Regions from separate parts of the Mus musculus genome. Here all the other regions are linked to region 2. The links are chromatin contacts, called in public promoter capture Hi-C maps. All regions are on one chromosome and are shown on one strand. The core of a region is the stretch at or near the end of the contact, and the rest is flanking DNA. Distances in the headings are between cores, read along the strand shown.

Region 1 (2,700 bases), core at 124-2,623, 2.8 Mb after region 2:
CAAAGCAATCACATTTGACAACACCCCAGACATCCTGTTACACGGAGCCAAGGCCAACTGACTAGTGCTTCCTAGTTGTAGTCATCTCCATGCTCTTGAAGTCCAAGTAACCAGCAAGTTTCTGGGTTACAGAAAGCCCCCACATGGGCTGAGGTTGAAAACTTGTCCTGAATAGGCTGGTGTTTAATAGTCTGGTCCATTTGTTCACTGGGGGATTCCAAAGGAATGCCATGCTACCCTTATAACTAACATTTAACTAAGAGCCTAGTTACATAGGGAGAGCAGAGCTGTGAAGGCTGTGAGAACAGTCAGACGCCTCTCGACAGCAAAACACAGGTCACTAAAGAGGCACTCCAGGGGTATCACACACACCCCCATCCACAGAAAGCATGAGAAGAAATATTTCAACCCAAAGCAAAGCACGCCCCTCCATATGGCAGTGAACACCTAAACATGACTTAAGTCCAATCCAGAATATTCAGATGAGGAGGGGCAGGTCTTGAGTAAAGTACAAAGACAGTGAGTGAGTCACAACAGGCATTGCAGGAAGGAAAGAAGAGCTTGGAAGGGCAATGAGAATCCACAGAAGGACCTGGGAATGGGGCAGGGTGGCTGAGCGTGTCTCTACCTCCCCTGTACTGGACACGTTGAGGAGGGTCAATCAATATTAAAGGAGCAGAAAAGAGAGCTGATTGCTAAGGCAAGGTGTCTGGAAAAGTGAGAGTTTTGAATAGGTTCAATGTATTTGATGAGTGTAGGTAAGAGTGACGCCCAGGCCTCTGGTTTGGGCATATGTGTGGATGGAGGTGCCATGTCCCAGAAAGGGAAAACGAGACAAACGAGCATCCCTTGTCTACCTAACCTCCTAGGCTCAAACTAGCCAACCCTGTCGAGACAACAGGACCTGTGGGTCTGCCCCGAGGAAGGTGGGGGAGCCAGAGGCAGATGGAGTAACGCCTGAGACCCGCGTGCTTCCAGGCCAGCCAGGGTCCGTGTCCAGCCCACACAGCTGGCCCTACAGCCTAGTACTGAGACTCCCAGCAATGGGGTGAGCGCAAACAACAGCGCGGTGCTCAGCCGGGCAGACACGTCTGGCCCCCGAAACCCTCTCGGAAGACAGGCTGCCTCCGTGGGCCACAGGTCCCGCTGCGCCCTGAAGGTCCGCATCCTCCACCCCGCCACCCGGGCCTCCCATTCTCGAGCCCCAGGCCGACCGACCTCTGCCCCGAGGGTCAGGCCTCCGGCCCGTGGGTTCGCTCACCCCGATAATCCCCGACGCAGTCGCGAAGCACTCCAACGTGAACCTTGCCAGCTGCCGTCCCTGGGACGCTTTTCTCCGCACGCCGGTCCCGCCCCTCGCCCAGCCGCGCACGCGCACAGCCTCCCGCCCGCCCACCAACGCTGCCGGCCCCGCCCCCTGTGCGACCCGATCCAGTGGATCCACGTGTCCCCTGTGGCTGGCGCGGCCAGACCCGCCTCCCGAGGGCGACACCCTACTGCTAGGGCCCTGGGGAGGCCAAGAGGCGAGCTGGTTGCTAGGCAAACCTGAGGCTCCGGAACGTGGCTCACCGTGGGTTGTGGGCTGCAGGATCCGGAGGAGGCGGACTCCGAAGCTGGCCAGCCTCACCTTCTCTATACTTTGACGGATATCCTTGCTTCCACTACAAACTGAGAGAGTAAAACCCCTAACTCCTGTCCCAGTGAGGCAGCCGGTACTTCTCGGGGATCCTGCGTTTCCAAGACTGACCTGCTTCCATTTTCTTTTTGCTCCATTCCCTGAGCCGCAGCCTCAAGATCCAGCTAGTAAAGTTCCTGAAATCGTCTGGTTTTGTTGTTTTCTTTGAGAGAAGACAATATATTTAAAAAAAAAAAAAAAAAAAAGGATCCTGCCCTTTGATATTAACAAAATTGTCTTTCAGTGAATGTGTATAGATACAGATAGATATATGAGCTTAGGACTGTACATTTTAAAATTCCTTCTCTCCTTTGTATCTTTGAAGATACATAATCGTATTTTTTTTAGATGCACCTACATCAAAGATGGAGAGAGATTATATCAAAGCCCACCCCCACCCCCTCTTCCTTGTAGCCTTGAAAATTGCCCAACAGCACCGTTTTTGTCTCTTTGTCCCACTTTCCAAGATTAAGATTTCAACATTATCCATAGGGAGAGAAAGCCTCTTTCAAGAGTCCCTAAGATATTGCATCTCATTCCATCTCATTCTGAAGGTTAGATTAATTTGGTCCAGTTCATTCTGGGTACCCTGTAGTTGACTGCATTGTACCTACGATCCTTTGTCCTGGGAGCTACAAATGCAGGCAGTTTATGAAGCTCAGTAAGTAGAGACTGGACCGAGGGTAGCCTGGAGCATTCTTCACCTCACACCTCCTAGACTTTTTGTTTTGTTGCTGATTTGGTGTTTTGATTTTTCGAGACAGGATCTCTCAGTGTAGCCCTGGCTGTTCTGGAACTTGCTCTGTAGACCGGGCTGCCCGCAGACTCAGATCCATCTGCTTCTGTCTCCCAAGTGCTGGGATTAAAGGTGTGTGCCACCACTGCCCTGCTCAGACTTTTTTCTAATAAGCACTTGCCACCAAGCCAGATACTCCACCTTCTCTGTGGATGCTAGCTTTTGTCATCTTTCTCTTTCTACTGGATCATTCTTACCTGCATAGATGCTTGCCCTCTGGTTCTTTCCT
Region 2 (2,700 bases), core at 174-2,673:
TGAGGTGCTGCTTTGAAGGAGAGATTTCTTTTGTCCCATTTAATAATTAGACATTCTACGAAAGCTTTGAGGATACAGATTCCAGCTTAAGTCAAAGGCAGACCTCCGTGGCCACTGAGGAATGGTCTACCTGCAGACCCTCCCAGGCAGAAAACGACTCAGCATGCGTCACTTAAACTCCTGACATAGCTTCCTTGTTGTCCCTACTTGTCTCTGAAGAATCAAAGCAATCTAACCATGCACTTGCTTATAAACTTCCCAAAGGTTTTCCCTTGCACTAAATAAAATGCATTAGTTACATCCAAATTTGGGTGTATGGCCTGAAAACAATCTGGCCCCAGCTTCCTCTGCCATTCATTTCAGATTTCTTTCACAGCATGTATTACTACCTAAGATTACACTAACTGGCACACCTGTCTATTGCCTGTTTTTCCTAGCACTAAGCTCCATAAAGGTTGCAATGAACTGAATAGTTGTGTTCAGTGTTCCCGTTCTTAACTCCTTAGTCGTTCATGCATGTAGTAAATGCTTTATTAAAATTTCATGAACTAAATCAAGGAATTCTTAATTAACAATTGCTAGAGATATTATAGGAGGGACATATATACTTTTAGAAGGAAGGTGGGCTACCTGGTACCTAAAAGGACATGCTACAGCTAAGTGGCATACCGCTCCAGAAACTGAAGCATTTATAGTCCATTTGGACGGCAAGTCACTACAGCAACGGCAAATGAGCAGTCAAGCAAAAAAGTTAATGAACACAGCCAGACAGAGAGACAACAAGGAAAGGCCTTGAAGTTCTGGGTTAAGTTTAGGGAAATAATTTCCCAAACGAGCAGCCAGCGTGCAAAGTACTGAGAAAGTACTGAGGAAGGAAACTGAGGGGACACTTGTGATTTGAAATGGCAAGTTTGCAGCAGTATTTGATCCCGGAGTCCTAGGGACTACACAGAGATAGACTCGGTGATTCTGCGCGTTCTAAGGGTAAACGTGTGTCCGGGTGAACTGGGCCGGCCCAGAGCCGAAAATCCCGGTTCAGCCTGATGGGCATCTGCCCATAGGTGCCACTTGCTGCTTCCCGCCCATCTACATCTACACCTTCCCGACCGCCTCCCACGTGGAGTCCAAAGACTGACAGAAGGACGGATGAAAACGTGGTTCAAGGGCTGTCTGTCTCCATGGAGACCTCAGCGCCCGGAAGCCACGGCTGGCACCCTCGGGGTGGCCTGCAAGCTGCCCCGGCCGCGCTGTGGCGAAGTCGGTCCCCCGCGCCCGCGTGCCTGGCAGGCAGCGCGCCCGCGAGCCAAACCTCGTGCCCGAGGACGTCTGCAAAGCGTCGCCACCTCTGGACGAGACCCGGAAGCCCGTCAAGTCTACCGCGTCCCTGCGGCTTGTAACGTGGTGCGCGATCCAAAAACCGGTCCCCGGCGAAGGGAGGCAGGGCTGGAAGCTGGCACGGAAATATCGCGAGAGCGGCCGAGTGCCGCTCCTCCAATCAGAAGTGAGGGTGGGTTGTGACGTCATCAAAGAGGGCGTTTGCGAGGGGATTTAGAGAGCCCGCGACTAAACAGTTCTTGATAAGCGAGCCTATGATGGTGACTGCTGGGAATTGCATGCCCCTCACCTCCTTCTGGCTGGCAGAGCAGCAGCCTCCACACCTCTAGGTGTCAGGCCGACATTTCTGTTCCAACCCAGACTTTCTACATTCACTGTGCCCAGCGCAGAGACAGGCAAAATCTACACTCGGGGACGGTTGTGCCAGGGACGGGAACTGAAGCCAAGAGCAACGACTTGAACTCCACTGTCCGAGCCTTAAACGCTGCCTTAAAGGCTGCATCTTTTACACAACTCACAGACTATCTTGCAGTCCAGTCCTTTAAAACTGAGTAAAAATTAGAGACCTATATCACCTTAGTAAGGAGCTGGGACAAGGGACAAGATCACAGAACGGACAAGATGCTGAAAAGGCCGGGATGCTGGCCTGGGCTCTGAGATACATAGTTGGGAAAAACAATGAAAATTAGGTTCATCAGGTGGATGGCTTTTCTATCAAACTTTGTATTTCTTTGTGGTTTTGCCACGTGTATTGTGAGACCCTGACTTAAAGCGTTTCTCCTTGAAAGGTAAAGCCCCTAAAACATTTCCCCAAGCTTGTTTTCCCTGACCTATAAAAATACAGCTAGAAAGAAGCTCTTTGTTCTCTATAGCCAGCAAAAAGCCTTTTTGTTTCTATACTTTACAACCAGAGATGCGATAATTGTAAAAGACCCAGCCAGCACTTGCCTGGCTTCCTGTGCCAAGGACTCAGGGTTAGGGTTAGGGGAAGATAAAAATTCAGAAAGAACTCACTCCCCACTCCTTCTGCCTTGTAAATTTCACCAAGGACACTCCGCCCAACTCTTCCCAACTCCTCAGCTAGCTATTAAAAGCCCCCTACTGTCACTGGGGTCATCGGGGTCGGGTCAAACTCCCCTGACCTGCATGGCGGAAGGAGTTTGTCCTCAGCTAGCTGATAATAAAACCTCTTGCAGTTTGCATCAGTGTGATTTTCTCTCCCGTCTTTGGGGTGCTGGCCAACTTATCCTGGGACTTGAGCGGAGGCCAAGCTTCAGGGGTCTTACAGTATCACTAAACAATAGCTTGGTTGATTTTGTGTCTGTTATCCACCGATTCACATCTTTTGGCATTGCTTTCAGGTCA
Region 3 (2,743 bases), core at 14-2,513, 2.5 Mb after region 2:
GTATGAAGTAACTTTCAGATTTATTAGTGTAGTCAATGCAAGTACCTCCACTCGAATGCAATGGACAGGGTATGGAGAGATGTTCCCCTACGTTCACAAGGAACGTTAAATACTATTTGAAATCTTCCTGGTCGAATTGAAATCAGGATTATGACTTGAAAACTGGCGTCCAGGGTTCGTGGAAGTGAAATGAGGGCATCACAGTAGGCATCTCCCCAGGTGGCCCTTGAACACCGGGAGTGACAGGGAACCTTTTGGTAACCACTTCACTGGTCCCAGTTTCCCCCACCTAAATCCCGGGGGCAAGGGTATGAGTGACCCACGCACCTCTCAACACAGCATTTTCTACCACTATGAATTGGTGAGAGGAAAGGACTTCCCTGTCAGCAAGCTTGGGGGTAGGCTGCGGTGTGGGGTCAGTCAGCGCAGAGTGAGCCTTCGAACCAAGACCGTACATTTAAAGCAGCACTCGGCCACACAACTAACTGGCCCTGGCCAGACAAGTGTTTCCGGACTTGCCAGACAGAGGCGCAGGGTTGGTCCTGAATCACTGGCCAAGTCTCAGAGCGCGAGGCTACATCATACCTCAGGGATCACAATTGAATACTTTTGGAGAGACGCTTGGAAGCGAAAGGAAGCCTCGGACGATGTCGCCTCCAGGGGGAGCACAAATAACATCTGTGGTCTCCTGACAAGGGCTCGCCCCTTTGTGGCTGGTTGGGGGTGCAATATGCTGCATCTCTTAGTCACCGATTTCATAGAAAATGACTCAAGCTCGTGCTGCGAAAAGCGTGGGGTAGTGATGCTGAGGAGCAAGCAATAAGCCAGAAGTCTCAGTTTTCCAGTTCCGAGACCCACCACCCTCCCAGCCTCCGCACACCTTTCTAATTATTGTTATTAATTATATTTATAACCCTCTTGGCCGCTGTTCCTGATTTCTAGTTGCGTGGAGCACTTGCAGGCCGACGAGATGGCTCCTGCCTTCCAGGCAGAATTTAAATATACACATCTGTATAATGTTGCAGAATTGCGTCACCGTGGAAGTCGTCGTGATTCCCCGAAAGGCCTTCACGTCTCCTCCGGGCACCGGGGCCTGCGGACGCTTCCGGGCTTTGGCCGCACTTTCGCGAGGAGCCCTGGGCTCCTTCCTAGCGGCTGCCCAAGAGCCCCTCCCCCAGCCCCCATCCTCCCGGATACAGGGCGCCTCCTCCTCGGCCTCCGCGCCCGACTCCCAGGGAGTCAAGCTTGGGTGAGCGGCAGGAGCGCACGGCGGGCGCGGGCGCGGGGCGCGCCGCACTCCGGAGCCGCCCGGACCGCCCTCCCCCACCCCCCTTCACCGGCCCAGGAGGGCGGGGGCCGGAGCGGCGCGGGGCGGGCAGAGCCGCCTGGCCCCTCCCCTCCGCCGCCCTCCCCAAAGTTGCCGACTCCCCTGGGGCCGGACGGTCTTATGATCCGGCGGATCCTCCTGGGGAGGCCGGGCCGGGGAGCGGGTTCGGGCGCCGAGCGGCGGGGCCAGCAGGCGGGCGCGGCGAGCCGGGCCAGGGCGGGGAGCGGGGCAGAGATCGAAGCGGCGGCGGCTGCGCCCCGGGCCCGCCGCACCTTCTCCTCCGGTCAGGGGAACCGCTGCATGGGGCCGGGAGGGCGGCCCTGCTGCGCCGAGCGGCGGCGACGGCGGACCCCCCAAGCGGGCTGGGGCTGAGCCCGGGGCCAGGGCGGGGGCTCCGGGGGGACCATGCCCCGAGGCCGGCCGGCCGCAGCATGGCTCACGGGCCCGGCGCGCTGATGCTGAAGTGCGTGGTGGTCGGCGACGGGGCGGTGGGCAAGACGTGCCTGCTCATGAGCTATGCCAACGACGCCTTCCCCGAGGAGTACGTGCCCACTGTCTTCGACCACTACGCAGGTACGCCTCTGCCCTGCTGACTAAGGGGCTGATCCCCGGCTGGGAACTTTGGAGCAACTTTGGCTGAGCCCCCTGGCTTGCCTCCCCTGAGCGTGCTCCCCTCCCCCGCCGTGCCCTCTGCCTGGCGGCTTCACCCCCCCCCCCAAGCTGTGCCTCTGGTCACCCCACCCCTCGCAGCAACTCCCACCCCATTCCTATCTCCCCCTTCGCCCCGTCTCCCACACTTTTCAGTCCCCTGAGCGCCCTTCTTGACCTTCCAGCTGCCTCTTCCCTTACTGCCCGAAACCCCTGTAGGGGAAACATCTGGGAACACTAGTAGACGTGGCTACAGGGTTTGGGGGGGGGGGGGAGTGGATGGCAGGGGCCACATTACACCTATATCTCATGCAACTTGGCAGTGAAGTGGACTCGGATAAAAGGGGAATGTTGTCTCCTGGGGAGCACCCACATGCTTCCCAGTATTTGGGAAAGGAGGTTACTGTGGGGAGCCAAAGTGCTAGATCTCAGATCACTGTGAGCTTCTCTCCCCACCCCCCACTTCTGTCCTTGCAGTCAGCGTCACCGTGGGGGGCAAGCAGTACCTCTTGGGACTCTATGACACAGCTGGACAGGTGAGTGTTTTGGCTTCTGGCCGGTTCCCTTACCCCCATCTCTCGCCAATTCTGTGTGGCTGTGGAGGGCCTTTGGAAACTGAGGTGTCTAGGTGGGAGGGTGTGTTTTGGGGGGGGGGGCTGCCTCAAGATCAGGTTGGTTTTTTTTTTCTTAAGTCAGCAAATTAAGGAAACAAACCCAAAAGAAAACGCAGACCAGCGTGAACCCCGCGATGTGAAAAGTTTTTGACTG

Evidence for each region. Promoter capture Hi-C pulls out the DNA fragments that hold promoters and counts their contacts.
Region 1: a promoter capture Hi-C map of pre-B cells shows a contact between it and region 2, with 2.7 times the contacts expected there. The contact joins the promoter of Mcfd2 here to the promoter of Thada in region 2. A contact is called at or near these places in 2 of 39 promoter capture datasets (liver and pre-B cells).
Region 3: a contact with region 2 is called in a promoter capture Hi-C map of liver, with 3 times the contacts expected there. The contact joins the promoter of Rhoq here to the promoter of Thada in region 2. A contact is called at or near these places in 2 of 39 promoter capture datasets (hippocampal neurons and liver) and 1 of 115 datasets of contacts at active chromatin or transcription factors (astrocytes).

What each region holds. Positions count from the first base shown.
Region 1 is chr17:87,264,574-87,267,273 of GRCm38.p6, forward strand. It overlaps Mcfd2 (multiple coagulation factor deficiency 2), which reads right to left and starts at 1,374. Exons shown (of 4, transcript NM_139295.3): 1 at 1,262-1,374.
Region 2 is chr17:84,464,785-84,467,484 of GRCm38.p6, forward strand. It overlaps Thada (thyroid adenoma associated), which reads right to left and starts at 1,424. Exons shown (of 38, transcript NM_183021.3): 1 at 1,310-1,424.
Region 3 is chr17:86,961,848-86,964,590 of GRCm38.p6, forward strand. It overlaps Rhoq (ras homolog family member Q), which reads left to right and starts at 1,264. Exons shown (of 5, transcript NM_145491.2): 1 at 1,264-1,900; 2 at 2,453-2,511. The coding sequence starts at 1,759. It overlaps LOC115488765 (hapless 2-like), which reads left to right. Exons shown (of 3, transcript XM_030250169.1): 3 at 1,026-1,699. The coding sequence ends at 1,699.